2 separate regions of the Zea mays genome follow, and region 2 is linked to region 1. A link is a contact called in public Hi-C data. All regions are on one chromosome and are shown on one strand. Each heading gives the region's core, a stretch centred on a gene start, on an enhancer-like site or on the middle of the called end of the contact. The rest is flanking DNA. Distances are from core to core; before and after follow the strand shown.

The links. Hi-C and Micro-C count contacts between places; a contact is called where the count stands out from the background.
Region 2: a contact with region 1 is called in a Hi-C map of leaf, with 4 times the contacts expected there. The contact joins the promoter of LOC100285558 here to the promoter of LOC100273778 in region 1. A contact is called at or near these places in 2 of 25 Hi-C or Micro-C datasets (bundle sheath and leaf).

What each region holds. Positions count from the first base shown.
Region 1 is chr9:150,736,092-150,741,818 of Zm-B73-REFERENCE-NAM-5.0, forward strand. It overlaps LOC100273778 (Erythronate-4-phosphate dehydrogenase family protein), which reads left to right and starts at 2,487. Exons shown (of 3, transcript NM_001148181.1): 1 at 2,487-2,691; 2 at 3,186-3,931; 3 at 4,065-4,554. The coding sequence starts at 3,299. The coding sequence ends at 4,328. It also overlaps the pseudogene LOC103640391.
Region 2 is chr9:151,020,349-151,025,946 of Zm-B73-REFERENCE-NAM-5.0, forward strand. LOC100285558 reads right to left here and starts at 3,192. Exons shown (of 8, transcript NM_001372303.1): 1 at 2,806-3,192; 2 at 1,012-1,123; 3 at 759-933; 4 at 263-431; 5 at 1-179. The coding sequence starts at 3,072.

The sequences.
Region 1 (5,727 bases), core at 1,237-3,736:
TGTGACAACTGTCAATTATGGTGAAGCAAAGTTTTCTTTAGTAACTCGTCTTTTGGTCGATATATTGTATTGCTACCATAAACTTGTTAAAATATTTTACATGTTGTTAAGAAATGGATTGTGTTCATCAACCTTTTTGGTACTCTTAGCCTGTTCAGTTCAAAAACCAATACACAAATTTCCTATATTCTCTAGCATTTGTTTACTTTGTTAGGGAATGGTTGCCTCTCCCAAACATTATTCGTTCTATATCAAGCTTTAGAGTTCAAGTTCACAAACAGTCATGACGTATGCATTGGACTGTCCCATTGATCTAAAATTCATACTACTCTCTGTTTCTGCTTATTATATAAACTGTCTAATTTACTATACATTAGCTTCTATCTTCGGTCACTATAGGGCGCCCGACGGGCCCCTCATGTTCTAGTTCACTAAATGGATCGGAAACTTTGCTGTCTGAAGGTATATATATGATTATTAATAACACAATTTTTACTTGTCTTGTTGCTTTCTGAATACCGCTGATAGCAGCCATTTGTTACTGATACTATTCATCAAGGCGCGTAGAAAATTGCTTGTGCAATTTGATTTCGTATTTGACAGCACAATTCTATCTTATATAAGAATTAAATTATTTAAAAAATGGTTTTAGATTTTGATCAGCGAAGTGTAGATACGCTATTAGTCATGTATGTCTCTTAACTGTGGATCTTGTCTCAACACGGTGAGGTTCTCTCTGGACTGTTCGTTACAGTCCTGGACGGAAGGTGGTTCGATTCCACCAAGATCCTGTAGTCCTTATTTAAATAAATACACAAGATAATATACCATCAGAGGTTTGAGGAATTCAGACACATGATGTGCTTGGAAGAATTCTTAGACGTGGGTTCTTGGATGTTGAAGTAGATTAAAGAAGAAAACTTGGAGAGCTAGAAGCATGTTGCTCGTCCAACAAGACAAACAAGATAAGTGCATCATTTAAAGACAACAATCAAGAAGACGATTGAGGTCTCTTCAAGTGAAGATGAATCAAGCTTCAAAGTTGAGGACGAGTTAGACTTGTTCATGACGAAATTCAAGAAGCACTTGAAGAAGGAAGATCTTCAATTATCAAGAAGCCATTTTCTAGACCTGTTGTATCAGAATAGTTTGTGTGCATCTATTTTGGATGTGAACAATGTTTTTTTTCTATTGCAAAAAGGTCCTAAGTATTGTTTTCTATTTAAGAAAAAGAATAAGCTTAAAAGTAGGGGTAGAAATAGTCTAAATATTTTCTGACCGTATGATTCATATTCATTTACAAGAGTTCAACTGTTTCAGTATGTTTGTATCCTGAGTCCAGATATTCAATATTCGATACTGAAGACATAGTTAACAATATTTGTATTTAAAAAATAAATAGTATATTTTTCTATCTTAATTAAAATATAGAGTATCTTCTACTTTTCTTTAAAAAGTTATTACTCTAAAAAAATAAGAGCCCAAGAATAAAAACATTTCTACTGTTTATTTTGTTCAAGGTACTAAGGCATATTTGAATCCAAAACTTGGTCTTTTTATTGGCTGAGTGTGAACCTTTTACACCTGTATAATCTATACACTTGGGCAAACTAGTTAGTCCAAAGATTTGTGTTGGGCAATTCAACCACCAAAATTATATAGGAATTAGGTGTAAGCCTAATTCCCTTTCAATATATTATATGTTACTCTTTTTATCCGTGAAATAAATATATCTTAATAGTTACCTAAGTAAAAAGATAGACTTTAATTGAATTTGTTAAAATACCATCAAAGTTTATTATATCATCATATTTTTTAACAATATACTTAATTTATATTATCAATGTTTTTATATAGCCTTAGTTAATTTACGATAGTTTAATTTATATGGATTCTACAAATTGATTTATTTGAAGTCGGAGTGAGTAGCTACTAATTAGCTACCGCCAAAGTGCTAATAATAAAATTGCCTGGACAATATAGGAAGTTTGTGTACATGTGTCTTCAGTTTCTCTTTTTATCGTTCGGTCTATGAGCAAAAGTTCTTCTAATTCTATGAATCCTTCTATAATTCTTTTCTTTTGAATATCAGTTAAGAAAGTTTCGGATTGTCTGGTATTTCACCAATACTTAATCCAAAGTTCTAAAATTAGAAGAACTAGACTAAAGACCCTAGTACGATTTTCTAAATACAAGAGACAGATAATAGACTTTGGATCATAAATACTGTTAACAGACAATAAGTATAGAGTGTTTTTACTTAACATCTTAAAGACTCTTTAAAAACGTCTCAATTAACATGCCCTAACATTAGCGTGAATTAATCAACATTAAAATCGGCAATCAGTTGCGCTAGGTAATTTATTTGCTGCAATTATTATTGTTATTATTATAGGTGGGAAAACGAACTGCGGCCTCATGGGCATTTATGTTTATATATACTTTTTCCTACTACTAGGTTGCCAGAGGGGCTCGTGTTGTCATGCATGGAGCGGTGGTTTTGGACTCTGGTGTGCTTTGTGTGAGGTGTCAGCTGAGGGATTTACGGGGCCTCACCAGTTCACCTCCACCAAAAAAAGATCCCTAGTAGTAGTAGGATATAGTGGAGAAATTCTTCGACAGAACTGAAGAACTGAACGAGGAGAGACACCAAAGGAGGAGAGGCATCTCTCAGGCATGGAGCTCAATCCGGTAAAGATCTGGCACACCCTCTCTTCTCTCTTCCCTGCTGCGTTTTCTTATCATGTTCGCGCAATCGAAAATTCGTTTCCCCATCGCTGTTCTTGTAGAAGCTGTTCCTGTTCGTGCATGCAAATATGCAATTCCTGATACAGAGTTTTACGGTTCTATCAGTCTCTGTATATACATATGGTCATCAGGAATTGGGGGCATCGATACTAGAATTGAGAACAAGATTGAATCCATATTCCTCGCCTTTCATGTTCTATGTTAGATGTTGGAGGGTCGAAGAAATCTATTAATTCTAAGAGCAGCTAGAGTTTCACTTCGTGGGTGAATTATCAGTGTTATCCGCTTATGTTGCAATAGAACTGTCACTGCATCTGCATGGGATGCGTCTATAGCTTACAGTTCTAGTAGCTCTTGCATCTTCGATCGTTGATCACTGCCTGTAATATGCCCTGCCAATCTATCCACTGAGCGATTCTTCTGTTCTTTTTTTACAGACCGAAGACTCTGTGATCTCCGAGTTCGTGATCGTTCAGAGATGAAACATATAGTCCACTCTTTCTGTCATGTGAGTGAACAATTTAGCCCCCAAAAATTTACTCTCTGAAACATGGGTGACCTTCCCGAGCCAGAAGCTGCCATGGCCGTGCCGGAGCCGTCGTCCAGCCTAGCACTCCGAGTCTTCTACCTGCGGGTGAGCAGGTGCGAGGTCGACGAGTCCATGCTGGATACTCTCGCCCTCACCCACACCCCGCTCACCCCTGACACCATCCTGGACGTGAGCGGCGCCGAGCACCAGCCAGGCATGGGCAAGGGCAACGGCAGCGTGTCCTTCTGCCTCCGCCGAGACCGCGTCGACAAGAGATCGGGGGAAGCCACCTTCGTCTGCACGGCGACCGTCAGGGTGTCGGGCAGCGTGCGGTTCGAGGTCCAGAGCAAGGACGAGAGGATCGTCGTCGGGATCCTGGAGGCGTGCGACGTGGACAGCAAGGGCACCAAGAGCTGGGCGATGAAGTGCCAGGCGGCGACGCAGCGCGGCTCGGGGTTCCTCAGGTGCGGCGGGGAGAAGAGGGACACGAAGCCGCCGGTGGTGGAGGTGTACGTTGCAGGCGTGTTCCGGGGCACGCCCGTCGTGTTCACCAAGGCCACGCAGCTGCGGTTCAGGCGGCGGCGGCAGGTGAGGGCGTTCATGGACCCGATCCCGGAGTGCCGCGAGCAGGTGGAAGAAACGCATCACCCAGAGGTACAATCTGATCAGTTGTAAATTGTGCGCTCAGTTCTTTTCCTCCGCCGTGGAATTCAGACAAGTTTCTCGGTGTTCACTCTGAAGTCTGAACAACTGAAACGACTGAACTGCTGCTGCGTGTCGCGTGCAGGAATCGGGATACCGGTGCTACAAGCCCGATCCGAACTGGGACGACGACGACGTCGACGACGACAGCCTCTACATGAGATCCGACGGGACCGACGACGGCGAGGAGTACAGCGAGCTGTCATGGTTCACCGCCGGCGTGAGGGTCGGCGTCGGCATCAGCCTGGGCATCTGCCTCGGCGTCGGCATCGGCGCGGGCCTCGTGGTCCGTTCGTATCAGTCCACCTCGAGGACCCTGAAGCGGCGCCTCATCTCAAACCTGCTCTGAAACGACCACACTGTGAGCGCTTATCCGGTGGTTCGAAAACTTTCCTACTGATGATGATGAAAAATATATGTATGTAGATGCTGCAACGTTGTGCGCTGTGCCGAATGCATTTGATTTATAGATCGAGGAAAACAATCTCTTCTCCCTGTAAACTGTTGATACGGAGGTGTTGAGCACTAAAAATGCCACCAGAAAGTCCGCGGTCCGGATGATCCGCGTTGCCAATACGAACGGTTCATGCGTGCACAAAATTAGTTAGGTTTTATGTATTTGTTACTGCAGGATTAATTGTGAAACTGACTTTTAATAGGTCCAGACTTCATCCTTTTATATAGACTAGAGATGCCTTAGTTTTACCTTCTTCTACCTTAAATCTTCACATCTTTTCGACTCTACGTTGATTAGAGGCGTCTTGGGTGGCCAGCCGGCACAAGACACACTAGAATCTCTCCTCCCGACGGATTCCCTCCCGGAAGGTGAGATCTAGGTCTGTTGCGAAAAATACGACCCTCTGCGCCATCGTAGACCGTCCGAACCCCAGGCGTGGACCGTTCGGACGTACGCAGAGAAGGAGCCACTCATGTGCCTATGTCGCGAACCTTGTGCCGCGGACCATCCGCGCCTCCGCAGAGAGCATCGCCAGTGGTTTATCTCTGGTGTCCGGCGCCCGAATTAACATCAACACACTTTTTAGCGACTCCGTCAAGGACCAGGTGTCTAGATCTACTAAAATTAGGCCCTCAAATGGTAGGTTCTATAGATCACACCAATATCTCCTCAGATAATATTCTTATGTCGGCTGTCAGAAGCTTGTAGGCCGATGAGCAACAACTATATGAAGAATTGATGAGTCAAATGAGGGAGGACGCACGTTGGCTGAGGATGAGATGACAGAGAAATTCTTATCATACTTCACAATGGATCACCACCAGAAGATTATCAAGCATGGAAAGATCGAGATTGCATCCCTCCTACCTTCGCTTCCAATCTCAAATGTAAATAAATCTAACGACATCCAATCTATTAAGCAATAGCAAGATGAAATGAAACAACAGATTGGGGGTTCAAAGAATAATTAGAAAATTAACACACACATTTGAAAAATATGTTGCTCCTAGTTTTTGTCATACGAAACGAGCAATAAGATATCTATGTCTAATACATTAATAATAAATGGGGACTCACAGTCCCAAACATTGTATGGTATGCCGATGAATAGGGATGGCAACGAGTCGGATTCAGATCGGATATTGCAAATATCCGCCCGCAACCATATTCACGGTCACAGATAATATCCACCCACGACTATACCTGTGAATAGAAATTCATATACATGCCTGTGCCCATCGGGTTTTGGATATCCATCGGATATGACAATGAACCATTTTCAACAATTCAA
Region 2 (5,598 bases), core at 1,942-4,441, 280 kb after region 1:
CCGCTAGCTATGGAAGGCACCTTCTGACCTGGGACATCAACCAAACAGCGCACCTCTGTGCTGCTAATTGGGTAAAATAGTATTGGCGAAGGATTGGCCAAGATAACATGGCCATGGTTTGGATGTGGAAGTTGGCAATTCTCCAATACCAGCCCAATAAAACATGATGGAACATCAACCTAAGCACATATCTCCATTAACATCCACAAGGCACAAAATTTAGCAATAAGTATATTGCAGGTATAGTGTAAAGGGTGTGTACTTTTGGAGAGCAAAGGGCACGCCGTAGATTTGAAAAGCAGCCATCACATACAATCGTCAAGGGCGCATAAGCTTTTAGTTCTTCACCTGACTTGGTTTTGTATTGAACACCTTTAACAGTACCATTTTCTTCGAGAAGTGATGTAACAGTTCCTTGTTCTAATTGAACACTGGATGAACACAACAGAGCGTCAAAATTAACACATGTTACATGCAGATGTGGTTGCACAAATAATTCGATATGTGCAAAGCTTAGACATGTCAAATCGAGAATTGAAAAGGGGAAAAAACATGAGAACTATAACACACTAAACAAAGAGCACTAATCAAGAACTTTTAACAAATTATAGGTGTCAATGCAGTAAAGTAACTTACAATACCATTCTTACAGTTAACCTTAGCAAAAGAACGAAACAATCAAACACAAGAGTACAGTACAAAAAAATAAGCAAGAATATAGCAAAGTAAGAAAAATCCATAATAATTACTGATATTACTTGGGCAAAGACGCAGCTTTCTGACGCATCCTCTGTATAAACCTCCCATTGTGAAAGCTCCTACCAGCAACATCAGAATGGAACTTCTCTAAGGGATAAGCAAGCTTTGTGTTTCTTCCATCTTTGAATAATGCGTAACCAAGCACACGTTGGGCATCAATTTCTTCCACACAATCTGAATTGAACGAAAACTGGTATAATAACTTTAGAAATGGCACGAAAATAGAATAATATAACTAAAATTGGGATTTACCTTGGAGGCCTAACTCAATTAATTTCAAGTAACCTCCAGGTTGCAACAGCTCGCCCACAATTCTGTCAGGTTCTGTCAGATCCCTCTCGATGACATGCACCCGGCGGCCATCCTACATTCCCAACAAACAAAGTAGATTAAAATAAATAGAGGAGATGAAACAATATAATACAATAGAGAGAATCCACATGAAACTAACTCGGTTCTTACTCCAATAAATGCAAATATGCATTGGAAAAAAATAAATCATTTAGCATGCCTTCAAGCCTAATTGGATTACTATTGAAGTTTGGATAGTACTAGTATACTCTCCTATAGACAGCTGGGTATACAAGATAAAAGGTTGTTTAACATGGTCTCAAACATATGTAGCCAGCTAAAACAATTTCTGTCCAGGGCTTTCTTGCTCATAAGTCATAACTTGACAAAAGGATTAGTGTATAAAAAAATCCCATGGAAGGAATATTTCATATGGGTAAGGATATTTATTGGTTGCTTTGTATCATACATATAACCATTTCTGATGTGAATATTATCTGCAAACAAATGGAAAATAGTCAATTCAAGTAACAGGACAAGGCCACATTTTCGTTTTGATGTTACATCGCTCTCAGAGTAGCTTGGAGTCATGTGCAGTTAATTTGGTCAGCAGAATTGATTGGAGAATTCTCTTTTCTTTGACCTAAACTAGTTTGTCAATTCATTAATGTTGAGAAAGGGCACATCAGTACAGTGTTGAATCAACTGCCATGTACGTTCATAAAAAAATTAGTAAGGTCCTCCAGCAACATTTTCTTCAAGGTAAACTTACAATTTCAACATAGCACTTTGAAAAATATTAAGCATGCCTAGTCATTTTACTATACAGAATTGTTCTTAGTGTCCGCGATCAAGAGAACTGATGTTTGAGGCTTAAACGTATAATCTTCCTTGGCTGTTGCTTTATCCCTCCTCGCCCCTCTGTCTTTCATTCTCCATCCAAAAAGGCTGTGGCTAAGAATTGACTAGTTCATTACAGGGTGTTCAGGTATTGCAAAATGATTTAGGCCCTGTTTGGAAGCAACCTAGTTTTTTAGAATCCAATTTTTATCTTAGTTTTTTAGAAACTGTTTTATGAAGGAAAAATACTGGTTTATGGTGTTTGGAACCACCTCAATTTTCATAAACTGGTTTTAGCTAGGGAAGGCTAGCTTCTTGTTTTTAAAGAAACTAAGAATCCAGTTTCTACAAACTAGGATATAAATTAATGTTTGGAACTACATCAGTTTTTATGAATAAGTTTCTTATAAACTGGGTACTTCCAAACAGACCCTTAATTGGAGAAGGGAAAATTCTCCATTATCAGTTGGACGACAACAAAATTTGGCAGCGCCTAACTGCCATAAGCCACACAAACTCCATGTCCAAAAAAGGAACAGTGACACCGACAGAAACCTCACTTTCCACAGACACAGCAAACATGCAAAATTCACCAACGTAGTTGCAACAAAACCACAATATCTTCTGTTTCTGAATCTACCTCTGAGACATATGAACAACCGTGATCAGAACCGTCAGAAAGAAAATTGGATGTCTTTAATAATAAAATAATAACTAAGTAAAAGCATGCAAAAACAGGACCTAAGTTGTTCTTGGGTCTGCAAGCAATTCATGCCAAAAAAAAAAGTTCTTCACGCCCAGCTAGCAGTACGCAATTTAAAATACGATACTGCCGATTTTTTTTCAATATAAAAACTCTCAACTTTTAGTCATCTAGTGGAACCATGCCAAAAAAGATGAGACAAGGGAAACCACCTTTCCGAGCGTGTACGCCAGCGCAGATCCAGCCACTCCGGCGCCGACGATGATGACGTCCGTCCCGACGTCGGGACCCGCGCCGTCACCGACCGCGCAGCCTGCCTCCGGCGCGGGTTTCCCTTCCACCGGAGGCGCCTGGGCCCGGGCCCGGGCCCGGCGGCGGCGCCCCAGCACGGCCGCAACAAGGACCGCCACGATGAGCGTGGCCGTGGCAGCGCCAATGAGGTGGAGCCCGACGCCGCCAGCGGCGGCCATAGCAGCCATGCTGCAATGAGGCCGCCTCGTGTCGCTCCCTGGGACCTTGCGGTGCGCGGCGCGTTTGCGGCCTTGCGTGTGGGGGCTTCTTCAGGGTTGCGAGGGGGGCAGGGAGGGAGAGGAGAGCGGTTTGATGCGTCTGGGGCGAGGCGTAGGCGGGGCAGAGAGAGAGGAACGATGGGACGAGGCGTCTCTTCGAGATTCTTCCGCGTTTTATATGGGAGGAGAGCTGGAGAGGAGGAGGTTGAGGCCGCTCCGCTCGCCGCCAAGTCTGCATCGCTGGCCGGCGGGCTTGGCTTAGCTGGATTTTTCTGAATTCCTACAAATTTGTATGCAGGCTTCATTTTCTGCTTACGAGCAACGTGGCCGTATGCTGCACGGGAAGTACGCTTTATTGGACCGTCACATAAATAATTTGAGACTCAGAGATTTTTTTCTAATAATTTGTAATATGTTGTAGTACACTTTGCAATCGAACTCTACACCAATGGTTGACACGTCTTAAAGTCGGACTTCGTACCGCATTTCTATATAATAATAAAGAATACTGTCCGGTTGCCACATTTCTTCTATACAATGCTGGATGGGTCCAGAGATCTGGAGTGAAGTGATATTTGGAAATTAAAAATTCGGAGCCCCAGTTGTGTACGTGACAGTACAACCAACCATACGTACGTTTCGTCTATTAAAGATCCAAAAGTCTATCCTGTCCCTTCTATTGTATATCCCCTACCTGCACCGCCAGCGACGATCACTGGTCAACATTTCGTCACACGAGTAGAAAAGAAGCGGCCGCGTGGTGGGGCCGCGCCATCACGTGCACTGCAGCCGCATCATCGACGCACTCACTCGATCCGTCCAAAAACGATTTTCGTTTTTTTTTGTTAGAACACAATTGTCATATTTGTTAAGAGTAATAGTCGAGATCTGTAAAAATTGAGTAACAGTTAGTTAAATTTATATCTAAATGCGGGAATGCAATTTGGATTGATATATTAGTTTTTTTACTAGATGTATGCCTGTACTTACTTGGGGTCACGAATTATTGTTCACATGTTTTGACGGAGGTTTTGTTTACTTTTTTTATAAAAAACTAATAAACTGTTTTGCATCGAAACAATAACTGTTCCTGAACCATTCCAGTCTTGCATATTTCTTTCTTTAGTTACTATTTATCAACTAAAAGTCATATTCCGCTTCTATTTCTCTTTTTGCACGTACGTCACGCGCAGTCCTCCTCGTACGTCAGGCCAAGGCCAACATGCATGCGAAGGATTGTCGTGATGACGTCGGTGTTTGTCTCCACCAGCATCGTCCACAGGAACGGCCCGGCGACGATCGAGCAGCGCGCTGTCGTCGGCTCTGTCCGCCGCGGCTGCATCAGCTCGGCGAAGGCCGACCAGCACCGCCCACCACCGTGGAACTACGCGCTCACAGGGTCCCGCAGCGGCAACGACTAACCGGGTATGGACCACCAAGCCATGAAGCTTGTCTGTCTGTGTCCGAGCAACGGCTCTGTCCGACGCTCTCGCCGGATGCACCATCTCAAGACGCACGAACAGCGGCGCCGACGTGGACAATTTGACACCACGCGCACGAGCTCGATTGTATATACATGCTTATATTTCCTTTGTTTATACTTTTTTCGCACACGTGCTCTTTATATCATCTTTCGTAGATTAAGCGAGAAAAAAATGTCAAGTAAAATACAACCTTACGATAAGTGGCGAAGCTAGAATAAAATTAAGGAAAGTGCAATTAGTCTAGTGGATGCATACTAATTTTTTCTAAGGTGTATATATGGTGAAACTTTAGCTGTATCCATAGAGTTTGCATTTTTGAGGGGGTGCATTTGCATCCGCTAGGTACAATCTAGTTGCGCCCATGCGTATGAGTACAAGCTTTCCTCGTTTTATCTCACACACGTCTTTGATCCTAGACTTTACACGAACGCATGACATGACGGTATCCTCAAACAACATATGTCTGTTCGTTGTGGCTTATTTTATTTCGAAACAATTTCTACTTTTCTACTGTATTTTTGTGTCTATAAAGTGTAGTTATAGCAGTCGAATAGCTAATTTTAAACCACAGCGAACTTAACCTGCCCACGCCCCCACCTACATTAGATAACCGCAGGTCTCAATCCGATAGCTTCCTGACCGAATTCACGACAAAGCTGACCACGAAAACCATCGCACCCTGCCAGTCAGGCGGTCACTCTCATATCTCATCATCATTGGCCATCGCCTCCTCCTCGCCCGTCTCCACACCTCTGCGATGAGGTCGTCACGGCGAACGATGCCGTCGTCCATGCTTCTGTGACCGACATGGTGCACAATATAGAAGGGAAAGGGATATTGGTTTTCCCACGAGCAATATATACAACGGTAATACTTTGAAATTACTACTATCATAAATATATGACACCATTGATTTTTTTAGAAAACTTTAATCACTAGTTCTATTAAAAAATAATGAGTTATCATTTTGTTTGTGATTTGTTTTATCATTTAAGGTACTTTGTGTTGTACT